3 separate regions of the Mus musculus genome follow, and regions 1 and 2 are each linked to region 3. The links are chromatin contacts, called in public Hi-C maps. All regions are on one chromosome and are shown on one strand. The core of a region is the stretch at or near the end of the contact, and the rest is flanking DNA. Distances in the headings are between cores, read along the strand shown. Region 1 holds the start of 6720468P15Rik (RIKEN cDNA 6720468P15 gene). Region 2 overlaps Trub1 (TruB pseudouridine (psi) synthase family member 1). Region 3 overlaps Gm41874 (a long non-coding RNA gene).

What was found. A called contact is a pair of places that touch in the nucleus more often than the background predicts.
Region 1: a Hi-C map of uterus shows a contact between it and region 3, with 1.9 times the contacts expected there. The contact joins the promoter of 6720468P15Rik here to the enhancer-like site in region 3. A contact is called at or near these places in 2 of 484 Hi-C or Micro-C datasets (the Patski cell line and uterus) and 2 of 115 datasets of contacts at active chromatin or transcription factors (embryonic fibroblasts and pancreatic cancer cells).
Region 2: a contact with region 3 is called in a Hi-C map of embryonic stem cells, with 2.1 times the contacts expected there. The contact joins two enhancer-like sites. A contact is called at or near these places in 21 of 484 Hi-C or Micro-C datasets (the 63-12 cell line, the AML12 cell line, the C10 cell line and 11 more), 3 of 115 datasets of contacts at active chromatin or transcription factors (embryonic fibroblasts, embryonic stem cells and pancreatic cancer cells) and 1 of 9 other capture datasets (embryonic stem cells).

What each region holds. Positions count from the first base shown.
Region 1 is chr19:57,507,015-57,511,332 of GRCm38.p6, reverse strand. It overlaps 6720468P15Rik (RIKEN cDNA 6720468P15 gene), which reads right to left and starts at 2,769. Exons shown (of 4, transcript NR_040306.1): 1 at 2,389-2,769; 2 at 2,098-2,185; 3 at 934-1,234.
Region 2 is chr19:57,475,286-57,479,662 of GRCm38.p6, reverse strand. The region is part of intron 4 of Trub1 (TruB pseudouridine (psi) synthase family member 1); the gene reads right to left. Among named protein-coding and RNA genes, the nearest start is that of Trub1, 25 kb to the right of the region's middle. Within about 2 kb of position 1,347, at least 12 of the 459 cell types and tissues checked have an H3K27ac peak or open chromatin away from gene starts, as enhancers often do.
Region 3 is chr19:57,409,609-57,414,382 of GRCm38.p6, reverse strand. It overlaps Gm41874 (a long non-coding RNA gene), which reads right to left. Exons shown (of 3, transcript XR_877961.2): 3 at 3,111-3,195. Among named protein-coding and RNA genes, the nearest start is that of Gm41874, 7.5 kb to the right of the region's middle. Within about 2 kb of position 2,407, at least 156 of the 459 cell types and tissues checked have an H3K27ac peak or open chromatin away from gene starts, as enhancers often do. A contact at or near this core is called in uterus, where this site is marked.

The DNA.
Region 1 (4,318 bases), core at 1,520-4,019, 97 kb before region 3:
TTTGGAGCTGCTGTCAATCCAGCAAGACACGACTCCTGAGTGATTCTGCAGATCAAATGAAGTAAGATGCCTAACTTCCTTCGTATTGAAAGTGGCCTTTACAGAGATCAAACAAGGAAGTCAGAACTCTGAATCATTCCCTGACCATTTTCTCAGTAAATTATGTGTACACACAGCGGTGAGACCGGGTCTTAAAAATCTCCTTGTGTGAGACAAACAATTGGGAGATAGGTTGGAAAGTACGACCCAACCAACGGCTGACGCGAGCTTCCACACCCTGTCAGGACACACACGTAAGCAAAGGCACACCAGAACAATCACCCGTACGTGGTGACCGGGGTGGAGCGTGATCAAGACACAGGAACCAGGAATGAATACATCAGCTAGGAGCAAGGGCTTCAGGGATAGCAAGGCAATGTGCCCTGCACTGAAGGGGTGATGTAGTAATTCAACTCACTGTGCTGAGGTTGAAAATAAAGAGATGATAATAACTTCTAGAGCTTCCACTCGCTCTCAGGTTGGGATACCTTACACACAGACCCCCTTCTAGCCCTTGCTCAGGTGGGGATGCTGGGATGCCCTGCACAGAGCACCCTACGTGGCCTCACTCCGCCTGGAAGCTCCTTCCTCTGGCTTTCTAGGTGACTTAACACACCAGGGCATAAGTGTATTAGTATATCGAAAGCAGCATGCTCTCTGCATGTAGTCACTATGGACTTCAGAGCTAAATTACAGGCATTCCAAGTATGTGACTCCATCTATAAAATTAGGGCAAAGTAGGAAACACACAAAGAAAAGGTGGTGATTTATCATCCCGTTATTCCTTTTAAGTGGAAGGTCACAATGCCTCTTTTGGCCCACGGGTTTAAGGCAAGATAAATGGAAAGCAGTTATTATCACGTCTCTTCAACACACATGGGTTCCCCTGCTCACCCCTCTGCAGGAGCTCTCTTGCCTCGCATCCCCATCTACACGGGCGGTGAGAGCACAAGTGACTGTGACCTGGGGTGGCGCAGACCCTTGTCACTTAGCTCCGTCTGTCTGTGCTGGCACAGAGAAAAGGAGGGACTGAAGAACACTGGTAACAGACTGCAGCTGGAACACTGTCTCTAGCTGAGCTGAGGACTTCCGCTGTTGACCGATACAGTCTCCTGCTTTTCCTCAGTCGGCTGGAAATGAGCCAGGCTTCGCAGAACCTTCTCCAAGGTCACCTTCAGTCCGAATGGCCTGTTCTCTGGAGAAAGCAATAACAGATTTAGGGGTTGAGGAGGGCTGTTCTGGTATCCATTATAGGATCAGAAATATGTTCCCCTGGCAGGCTTTCTGTTCCTAACATTACTTTTCTTCGTGGTTACGTACACACCAGCATTGTAACCCGGGTAAAGACATGACTGAATCAGCCCCAAAGGATTTCTGTTCTACCTCAGCCCACGATGCCTGCCACCCTCTGCTTGGATGAAGACTTCCTGCTCTTCACTGACGACGACGATGACCTGTGCAAAGTCTTTCTCCGCCTCTCCTTGGCTTTTTCTCTTGTGGCTCCTTTGTTCCTCTTTCTTCTCCTCCTCCTCCAGTCCCCGTGGTGTGTGTGTGTGTGTGTGTGTGTGTGTGTGTACATGTGTGCATGTGTAAAATCCAATGCTTGGCTTTTAGTTAAAATATCAAAAATTACTTCTATCATCAGAAATATTAAGGGAGTCAAACTTTGACAGTCGACAGACAAATATGTGTGACTTTGGATCAGAAGAAGTCTGAGAACCTTATCTTTGTAAGAGTGCTTAGGAGTTTAGCCCTGACCATTGCCTAGCTCCCTGATTCTGTTCTGGTGGGCTTGTCTTTTTCCACATAGGAACCCAAATCCCACAGATCTCACCCATTGTCACAAATTCACTTTTCACTTCCCTGTAAGCAACTCTAGTTGTTATCATCATCATCATCACCACCACCACCACCATCATCATCATCGCTAGTCATTTTACCCGGGATAAAGCACACAACAAATAGATTTTGCTCTCAGACGCCCACTATGGGTTTTTCTCCCAGGAGTTTCAGACTTGCCTGGAGACCAGTTTTTCACCAGCTAACCCTCAAACTCACCACTTGCAGTTGCATCCATTGTTTGTGGATTTCCATACCTGCCTCTGCCCAGACCTCACGTACCTCCAGCAGCACAGAGGGGAGAGTCCTGTGAGGAACAAAAGAAGCCTTTTGTGGCTCAGGCTGGATCTGTGGGATCAGGAAGATGACGGTATCCATATCCCAGGTCCTTTACCACGGGAACCAAATGTCAAAACTTAGTGTCAGCTCTCTGAGCAAGAAGGAAACGATGCACAAAGACCATAAAAAGCAAACAACCAGGAACGTGCTGAGGACTAACAGGCTGAACACCTTACTAACTCCCACTGCATGCGATGGAAGGAAGATGCCACGAGCAAGCTTTCACGGGAGCCAAGGCACAGTTGAAGGAGTGGGATGTCACAGGTGAGGGCCGATCCCCTACGGCCAGGCAGCCATTTCCAAGTCCTCTGAATCCTCTTGTCTGTCTTTAGTTTTCAAAAAATTAAAAGATAGAGCGTGCAGAAAAGATGGAGAAAGAACAATGTTTAAATTTCCTCCTCCGCCTAAAACATAGCGCATGCCCCCTTTGGACCGCACCCACCCATGATGGCGTCCACCCTCACATGGTGCCCACCCATGCATGAGAGCACCGTTTAGCCTCTCTCCCTGTATTACACAGCAGTGGTCAGAGAGCAGACCCTGCCCTCCTCTGTCTTGTAGGCTCCTTGCACACACGCCCACATTTCCTTCCATACATTAGGGCTTTGACAGTTGCTGGGCTAAATCAGATTCCTGAAAGACCTCAAAGGGACTTTCCAGAAAAAAGACATGTGAGGCAAGAAACGTAGCCTCGAAGATTTGAGAAGCTGCAGCTGTTTTCAAAGAGCATTGACTCAGGAAGAATTGGTGTTAACTTAAAATGAGAGAGTAGCTACATCCCAGAGCATCGGATGCCATCAGTAACATCAAAGCCTGGTTCAGAAACAGAGCCCTCGCTGTGCCCTAGCTCACACCATAGCTCACAACGTAGGCTCATGCCCCAGCTCACACTCCAGCCCACACACCAGTTCACACCCCAGCTCACACCCCAGCTCATACCCCAGCCCACACACCAGCTCACACACCAGCTCACACCCCAGCTCACACCCCAGCCCACACCCCAGCTCACACCCCAGCTCACACCCCAGCCCACACACCAGCTCACACCCCAACTCACACCCCAGCTTACACCCCAGCTCACACCCCAGCTCATAGCCCAGGCCACACACCAGCCCACACCCCAGCTCATACCCCGCCCATACCCCAGCTCACACTGCAGCTCACACCCCAGCTCACACCCCAGGCCACACACCAGCCCACACCCCAGCTCACACCCCAGCTCACACCCCAGCCCACACCCCAGCTCACACCCCAGCTCATAGCCCAGCTCACACCCCAGCTCATACCCCAGCCCACACACTAGCCCACACCCCAGCTCACACTGCAGCCCACACCCCAGCTCACACTGCAGCCCACACCCCAGCTCACATACCAGCCCACACCCCAGCTCACACCCCAGCCCACACCCCAGCTCACACCCCAGCTCACACCCTAGCTCATAGCCCAGGCCACACACCAGCCCACACCCCAGCTCACACTGCAGCTCACACACCAGCGCACACCCCAGCTCACACTGCAGCTCACACCCCAGCTCACACCCCAGCCCACACCCCAGCTCACACTGCAGCTCACACCCCAGCTCACACCCCAGCCCACACACCAGCTCACACCCCAGCCCACACCCCAGCTCACACCCCAGCTCACACCCCAGCCCACACACCAGCTCACACCCCAGCCCACACCCCAGCTCACACCCCAGCTCACACTGCAGCCCACACCCCAGTCCACGCTCCATCTCATACTGGCAGGCTCCTGGCTTCTGATTCCCTTGCAAGAGCTACCTTCTTTTGATTTGTTACACTACCTACCCAATAACAAAGTTGACCATTAGTGACTTCCTGTCTAGTATTCCTGCTCACACCCTTCGTCCAGTCTCCCTTGCTCTGTCTTGCGTCCTAACATGACTTTAACCTGCTGTGACCCTACATAAGTATTGTGCTGAGCCCAATATTAGAACCCATACTTGTCATTCCTTGGTTCAGTGCTCCATCGATAACGCACTAGAATTCTCAGAGGGATTTGCTATCAGATAAGGTTAACTGGCCTTGGTGATGGTGGTTGTCCTGGGTGGTCTTCATTGTACCTGTTTAGGGTGACGAAC
Region 2 (4,377 bases), core at 98-2,597, 66 kb before region 3:
CACACACACAAAGACATACACAGACAAACAGACAACACACAGAGACACACAGACACACACACATGCGCACACACACACCACACAGAGAAAGAGACAGAGAGACAAAAACAGAAAGACACACACATGGAGGCACATACAAAGACAGATAACACACACACAGAGACACATAAAGTCACACACACACCCAGACATACACACTACACACAGATACCACACACAGAGACACACACATACACCATACACAGAGAGAGACACACAAAGAGGCACATGCACAGGCAGACAGACAGACAGACAGACTCTGAGACATTCTCCCTCTCATCACATTTCCTAGCTCAGGCATCCGTGGTACATACTGATTGTTGTGCCGTTTTCCACTGCATGCTAAGCTAATAGCTCACCAGCAAAATCCTGGGCTTTGAAGACAAAGACAGTTTTTCCTCAGAGATAACATACACTATAAAGATGGCACTCAGGACGTTCTTGCTGAAATTTAATTTGCTCAGGGTAATAGAATCTCCAGGTTGAAGGACATTTAGAAGTCACCTAGGCCAATCATTTATCCAATGTTAGGACGACCAGACAGAAAGCCCACAGAACAGGTTACCTCATAATAAAACCCAAGCTCATGGCACATGTGCACGAAGTGAAGCGGCTGGCTGTGTCTAAAGCCCAATACGAGTCCAATCAGGCAGCTGTCTCATAATTTAACAATGCCTCTACCATAGGATCTTAAAAATGCACAAGAAAATTCTCCACATCAAAGATACCCAGTGAGGAACTCAGAGAAGAGAGGCGTAGCTCAAGTGCAGGGGGCTCTGGGGGTCTCACACTTTGCTCAATAAATAAAGAGCCATCGGTGTGAAAGCATTCATTTGAGCTGCATTTTAAAAAGTAATTCTCTAGGCTTAGGTTGTAGCCCCGTGGTAAAGCAATTGCCTAACAAAAAAAAAAAAAAAAAAAAAGTCCTGAGTTCAATCCCCAGCACTGATATCTGCACCTACACAAACACACACAGACATACATACATGCACATTCCACACACACACAGATGCACACACCACACACATCACACACACACACACACACACATATGCACATTCCACACACACACAGATGCACACACCACACACATCACACACACACACACACACACACACACACACACACACGCACACGAACCACACACATCACACACACACACACACACACACACACACCAGACACCACACACATACACACTCTTTATCCCCATGAAACTAACATATACATGAACAAGCTATACAATCTCTGCTTACCACGCATCCATCCTTCTGTGCACGCAGCACAGTGGTTGATACCTGAACAACAGAGCTAAAAGCAGAACGACCGGGCTGAGTACAACTTTGTACCACACTAAGCCATCCTGCGACAGAGCAGCCGCTAAGCCGGCAAAGCATCCGTCAACCACCGTTTCCGGCCATTCAGTCTGGCAGGAGTGTGGTCTCTGAGAGAAGAAAGGGGCCAGAACCTTAAAATGTGCTTCTGCCAGGTAAGGATCGGGATTTCCCTGGCCAGGTCAGTGGGTGGGGAGTCAGGGAGAGCCAGGATTTGAGGCAAGTACACAGAGAGAGACGTGGTAGGATTTCTGAGACCTGGCCGAGTTCTAAGCTATACATACATATAGTGAATATTTATAACATCAAAAACCCGACCACTGTTGAAAGTTTTCCAAAGGACTGAATTTCAAGCACACAGAAGGAACTGCTGAACACCTTAGACACTCAGCATAGACTCTAAAAAAGCTGGTAGCCACTAGCATAGGTCTGACAAACTGTCTAGACTCATCCTAAGAATCTAAGTCAAAAGCGATTTGTACAGATGAGTTAAACAAGGTTGAACGATGAAAAGACTAATATATAGTCAACTCCATTTCGATATAGCAGCAATGAATAATCAGAAGTTAGAATCTGACCCTGTTCCCAAGAACAACAAAATCTGAAACACACAACAATTTCATATACCTAAGACATGAAGGAACACACTGAAATCTAGGAAGTACAGCTGCCCAAACTGACGACCTACACTGAGGAAGAGAGCGCTAATCTTGTTTCGTGGGTTGGGAGACTCTACAAACTGATAAACAGGATCAACTAAATGTAGAAATCTCAGCAAGCACAGACACGCACATCCGGTCTGCGTGTGTGAGGTGAAGAATGAGGTGCAGGGTGGGGGGTGGGGGAGGATAGAGAGGAAGGGAGAGACAGAGACAGGAGTGGGAGCGTGAAACACAGAGGCAGAGAGGGAGAGAGAGAGAGGAGGAGAGAGAGGGGGGAGGGCCTACTCAAAATTCGTAAAGAAATGCAAAGAAAAAAAAGAGCAGTAAGTCAGAGAACTAACAACCTATGGCTCAATGTTCCAGTCATCAGACAGAGCATGGGGTATAAAAGCAGGAAACAGATAAAAGGATGACAGCAAATTCACTTTCTGTTCATGATTTAAAAGCACATCAAATTTCGGCAAAAGAAAAAAGGTGACTTCTTTCAATAAAATAGCCATTTTTAAAGGGGGGCCTGCAATAAGCAAGGTGGGCAGATCTATTTTTCCTCTAAGATAGCGGATCCTTTGGTGCTGAGACAAGGAGGGACCAGCTTGCTGAGCTGACAAAGCAGATTACAGACAAGCCCACACCCACTGAAGAGCTTGATCTGTGACACGCAGAACCATGGAGGAAGAGCACAGCATATCCCCTAAGGAGAATGACGGGCCGGACGTGTGTGTGTGAGAGCAAAGCAGGAAAAATCCTACAACACAGAAAAACATTTGCTTGCTTAAAAAAACTGCATTCTTGTGTATGTGTGTTGTGTGTACTGTGTGTGTGTGCGCCTGTGTATGTGCGTGTGTGTATGCATGTGTGTGCATGCATGTGTGTGTGTATGCTGTGTGTGTGTGTACTATATATGTGCGTGTGTGTATGTATGTGTGCAGGTGTAGTGTGTGCTCTCGAGTGTGGGTGCATGTGTAAATGCAGGTGGGTGTGAGCTCTTTACTCAAACACATCAGTGAGACAACTCCCCAGAGAAGGTAGCGGGTGGCACACCCACGCTGTAGGTACAGATTGCTAGGGCACTGTCCTGCCCATCCCTGCCAAAACCACCATGGGGTCAGTGGATTGCTGCCCCCTCGATGGAATGCATGACGCTGATAACACTGTGGACATGGCAGGGCACCGTCCAAGTGGAACTTGCACAGTGTGGCGGAAACACAACTTTGGAAAACCATTTTACCATTTCCAGTTCAGTTAAGCACCCGTGCACCCTGGGACCTGGCAGCTCCAAGAGTCTGAACACAAGAGGAATGAACACCTCAAAGTGCAGTTTTGTTTTGTGAAATTCCAAACCGAGAACAGCCCACATGCCTATTAACAGAAGAGGCCTAGTTCCGGTGTTCAGTGATATACAGCCCCTGCCACCATGTATGAGGCCCTGGATCCAACACCCAGCAAAACCAGACAAGCATGTGCAGGCCAGAGAGATGCTCAGTGGCCACAAGCACTGGCTGCTGTAGCAGAAGACCAGGGTTTGTTTCCCAGGACCCACACAGTGGCTCACAATGGCCTATAACTCCAGTCCCAGGGGACCGGAGGCCCAAACGTGGAGTGTAGACATGTGCATGTATGCACATGCCCACGCAGGAACTCACATATACACATAAAACAAATATGTAAATCTTTTAAAAACAAAAGAATGTGTGTTGTATGTGTTACATGTTAGAATATGCATGCAAGCATAGCACTAAAAAAAAACTTCAAGATATGGTGATATGTATTCATTCAATACATTCATTCAAGACATACATATGGGAGAATCCAAACACAGAAGGACACACACTGTCTAAGACTTCTCACCATAACTCGGAAGTTAGAGTCTACCTTGGGAAAAGGAGGAAGGGCCATGGCTCCTGTCAGGCAGGGAGGGAGGGGTTCCAAAACTCTGTTGCCTCATGATAATGAACTAAACTGTGGATTTATCTGTTGCTCACTCTATAAAAGCTAATAACAAAGCTTAAGTACAAGTAACTACAAGGACTCCAGCATGAGCCTCTGAGACTGCTAGAACCTCACCATACATCTCAAAACAGACCATTCTTGTCTAGCTTCACACGTACTGAGTCACTGACAGGCCTGTCATCGTGCAGTTGGTGGTTCTTAGCTGCTACTTCCTAGAGCTGTGGTGTCCTGGCGTCTACATTTGCATATCAGCTACTTTCTGCAAACTGTTCCTTCTTTATAGTCTACGAGCTGCACTATGTTGATTTTAGATATACATGTTTGCAGGCAGGTCCAAGCTTCTGATTTTATTTTAAGATAGTACTATAAAGGCATATGAAACACTTGCCTCA
Region 3 (4,774 bases), core at 1,158-3,657:
ATGTTGTGATAGCTCAGGTTTTTATTATTTGATTAAAATATGATTTTTTAGTGCCTTATAATCTATTATGAAAACCTTCAAACTTTCTAAGCTATTACATTCTATGCACAGCTCCAGATGGAACAGTATAATGGCTGTCCCTGAGTATGCGGCTCAATTTCCATGATTACCGTGGTCTACTTAGTGTCTTCTATACTTCCACTCTCCTCTTGCAGTGCAGTTTATTCTAAAGAAAATGCCAACCTCCACACAATCTCGCCAGTAGAGGGCATGGTGGAGCATCGGGGTTCTTTTCTATCGCTATTTACTCTTACCAGAATATTTTTGCTGTCTCCACATCCCCAAACTGGACAGTTCTTGTGGTGTTTTAAATGAGACGTTCCCTGTAGTCTTAGACATTTGAATACTTGAGCCCCTCATTGGTAGTGCTGTTTAGGGAGGCTTAGAAGGCCATGTTGGAGAGGTTTGTCACCGGAAGCCAGCTAGAGCTTACAGACGTGTGCCATTTCGAGTTTGTTCTCTCCTCTCTGTCTTTGCAGTTCAGGATGCAGGCACTCAGCTTCTGCTTCACCTTCCGTGCCTGCAGCTTGCAGCCATCTTCCCTGTCATGGAAAGACCCTTACCCCTTTGAAACCACAGACCCAAATCCACTTATCCTCTATGTAAGTTGTCTTAGACACAATGTCTTATCACAGCAATAGAAAGTAACAATAATATCCCTGATCTCCCTTGGGCATCACTGTAGATTTTCTATCTTCTGGGGAGCCAACCACAAAGTATAGACGAGATCTTCTGTTGTTCATGTCAACTGTAATCTCCTCTGCTCACTCCTAGAACAGCAGACATCAGGCAGGAAGAAAGGCATGCATGAGAAGCCCTCTGCAGACTTCTGCCTCCCAGACTCCATTTGGGACATGTGTCTATCTGGTCAGCATCCTCCAGCACAAATTCCACAGTCGGGGGTTAACAAACCTCTTGTAATGTAGATAGCAGCATCAAAGAGGAAGTCCTCCTTATAACCCAAGGAAGACTGGCTAAGCCAGAGATGAAAACTTGGCTTACAGGAGGACAAGATAAGAAAGAAAAAGAACAACTGTCCCGTTAACAATGACACATGTATTTCTGACCCCACAAAGTGCAGCCCTCGAACAGAAGTTCTAAGGCTTTCACTGCAGAGCCTGTCTGCTTGGTTTTCTTCTCAGGAAGCCTAATGCTTCTGTTTCCTCGTCTTGGTGTCACCCTCTAGACTGTGGTGAAGACTGCCAACTTGCCTCTCCTGTCACCCAGGACACCCCAGTAAGCTGCTCCACGTTCCCTCCTGGATCTGTTTAGAATACTCTGTCTCTCTGTATGTCTGTGTGTGTGTGTGTGGGTGTGTGTGTGTGACATGAGTGAAAGTGAACATGCCCTAGGAGGCCACAAAAGGATGCCAGATTCCCTGGAGCTGGAAATACAGGCACTTGCAAGCCTTACACCTCACATGGCTGCTAAGAACCAAACTCAGGTCCTCTGGAAAAGCAGTAAGTACTCTTCACCTCTGAGACGCCTCTCTACTTCCCCACTGCCTTAGTCAGGGTTTCTATTCCTGCACAAACATCATGACCATGAAGCAAGTTGGGGAGGAATGGGTTTATTTAACTTACACTTCCACACTGCTGTTCATCACCAAAGGAAGTCAGGACTGGAACTCAAGCAGGAGCTGATGCAGAGGCCATGGAGGGATGTTCTTTACTGGCTTGCTTCCCCTGGCTTGCTCAGCCTGCTCTCTTATAAACCCAAGACTACCAGCCCAGAGATGGTCCCACCCACAAGGGGCCTTTCCCCCTTGATCACTAATTGAGAAAATGCCTTACAGCTGGATCTCATGGAGGCACTTCCCCAACTGAAGCTCCTTTCTCTGTGATAACTCCAGCCTGTGTCAAGTTGATACACAAAACCAGCCAGTACACCCACCACGTCCATACCCCACCCCATGTCCATTTCCAAAGTTCTTTATAAGACCAGGAACTGACAAAGGGGGCTGTGTCCTCCAGCAACACTACCACATGCCTACCTCAGTCCTCCAGTAACTTAGTGGTCCTTGTATGGTCTTTCTTTTGAGCTCTAGTCTGTCAGTATCGTCCGTGGTGTACAGCAGCACCTACAGTGTCTGTCTTCTACCTCTCAGCTGTTTCCTCGTCCTCGGGGAACAGGGGAGTTGTTTTGTCACACAGGAAAGCATCCTGTGCCCGCTAGGCGCCCCCGTCCCTGCGCTGTGAGCACGAGAAATGGCTGGGCATGGATTCCGCCCATGCTTCGCTTGGCAGCATCGGCTTGAGGCCGCTGCTTCCCCAGCTCCGGATGAGCTTGCCTGCTGCTGCTCTGAAAAAGCCCAGGAGCCTCGCTGTGGTCTTCAGGCAAGCTGCCAACCACAGAGTACCGCAGGCAGGGCTGATCTGGGTCAGTGAGTCCTAGCTTTTGACTCCATGCGCACAGGCCCTTTAAACAGGAAGACACAGCATCCGCCTCTCAGAAAACCGAAGGTCGCAGATGATCAAAACACACAGTGTCAACAAGAGCAGTTTAATGAGCGGGGCTTCATCGGCTTGGAAATGGATTGGCCACTTCGGTTTGTAAATAAACAAATAGAGCAGGCCATGTTTGGGTTTTTCTAAGGAGAGATGAAGGAGATGGGAGCGGGGGAGGGCGGGGGGAGCACTGAGCTTTACGATGTCCTAGAATGGGTATTTGGGGAAGAGGGCTGGGTAAACAACCATGAAATGTGGAGATTTCCCTTCTTCCCGCCAGGCTCTGCAGGCTGCAAGACACCCGTCAGAGTGAATGAGTGACTCCATAAACCCGGCCTCTGTGGCTAAACAGCTGGGGCAAAGCATTCTGAAACTCCTCAGAGCCCGGCAGGCTTCCCCTAAAATATTTACAGGAAGCAGCAACGTGGCAAGCCCGGGCTTGGAAAATTTGGATGAAGGCTAAGAAAGAAGCTACAAAGGGGCCAGCTGGATCACGTCTAGTAAATCTCACGGTGGCCCAGAATTTCCTTTTTTTTTTTTTTTTGAGACAGGGTTTCTCTGTGTAGTCCTGGCTGTCCTGGAACTCACTTTGTAGACCAGGCTGGCCTCGAACTCAGAAATCCGCCTGCCTCTGCCTCCCGAGTGCTGGCGTGTGCCACCATGCCCGGCTAGAATTTCCTTTCTTTATCTGCAACGAGCAACAAGGGGTAGACAGTGAGGAGGTGAGACACCTGGCCACTGGCAGAGTGGAAAACAGCTGGGATTGTGTTCCAAATGCTGCTCCAGTCTACAGCCCTCCCCCGGGGCAGAAGCTGGCCTTCAGAAAGCTCTCCAGGAAAACCTGCCCTAGCATCTCACGTGTCTAAAAGTGTCTCTAAATCAAAGGCATACAATGAGACTCAGCCGAAGGAAATTATTCTGATCCCTGGGGAGAGACCACTTTCAGGCCCGCAGAGGGAAGCAGGGGAGCTGAGAGGAGCTTTGGGGCTGTTTGCACCCTCCTCCGGACATCAATGGCATAGTGATGGTTTGAAGTTCCCCAACTGCCCTTTCACAGATAAGTGAGGTTCAGCGCCCAGAGGCTGGGGCAGCTTCAGAGGTTTGTGTTGTTTGTATTGAAATGTTTCCTTTGGTCTCTATTAGAACGGGAGGTCCATATAATTCCTGGCATGGTGTGAGGAGCAGGTGGGAATCCTGCTGAGGCCTCTTCCAGGCAGATGGAGTGACTGGGTCCTGGATGAGCTGTGGGTCTCAGAGCCTTTCATGGAAGCCCCTAAACGTTCTTGGGCTCTTCACACATTGGGGATACTCACAGCAATCAACTGAAATACAATCGCTGGTGTGCAAGACATACAGATCCTAGTTGTGCCTGGGAGAGTCTGATGTGAGTCTACTGTGGGATGTTCGATGTTTGAAGAAGCGTCAGAGTTTGGTGTAATACAGGCCTGGACCAATGAAGGCCTAGAAAAGGCCAACCCTTTGGCTTCTTACTAGACAGTGTTTTCCAAGTTCCATGCAACTAGGTAAGAGACGCCTCATGTTTTCTGGTGTTGTGTAGCAGGGTCCACACACCGCCCCCATATTGAAACATTTTATCCTTCAGGGAAGCTCCCTAACATAGCAAGTTAAACAATTCAACATAGTCTCAGGAAGTCCCTGAAACTGACACGATTCACCAGCCTCCTCTCCCCCAAGAGTAAACAGTCAAGACAGCTAAGAAACATTCTCAGACAAGCCAAGCAGCTCGGTACAGGTGTAAGTCACCAGGAAAGGACTCTCTCCAACCTGCTGATCTGCCTACAGGCTGTTCAGTGTGCTCCAGGTTCCCAGCTTTCCTGAACTGTCACCCATGCTGGGGTGGGCTTTGTTACTGAGTTATTTCTGCTCTGGTAAGAAACCCTCTCCTGCAGGGCGTGGTGGCGCACGCCTTTAATAATCCCAGCACTCGGGAGGCAGAGGCACGCAGATTTCAGAGTTCGAGGCCAGCCTGGTCTACAAAGTGAGTTCCAGGACAGCCAGGGCTATACAGAGAAACCCCGTCTCAAAAAACCAAAAAAAAAAAAAAAAAAAAAAAAAAAAAAAAAAAAAAAAAAAAAAAAAACCAACAACAACAAACAAACAAACAAAATCCCCAAAAAACCCAAAACTCTCTCCTATATTCTTGTAGGTAACCTTAATACAATGCATTGACTCACCAAGCGATATTTTGGTGATATCTGTGGGCTCTATATCCATGCTGAGTAGATTTGTGTGTGTGTGTGGGGGGG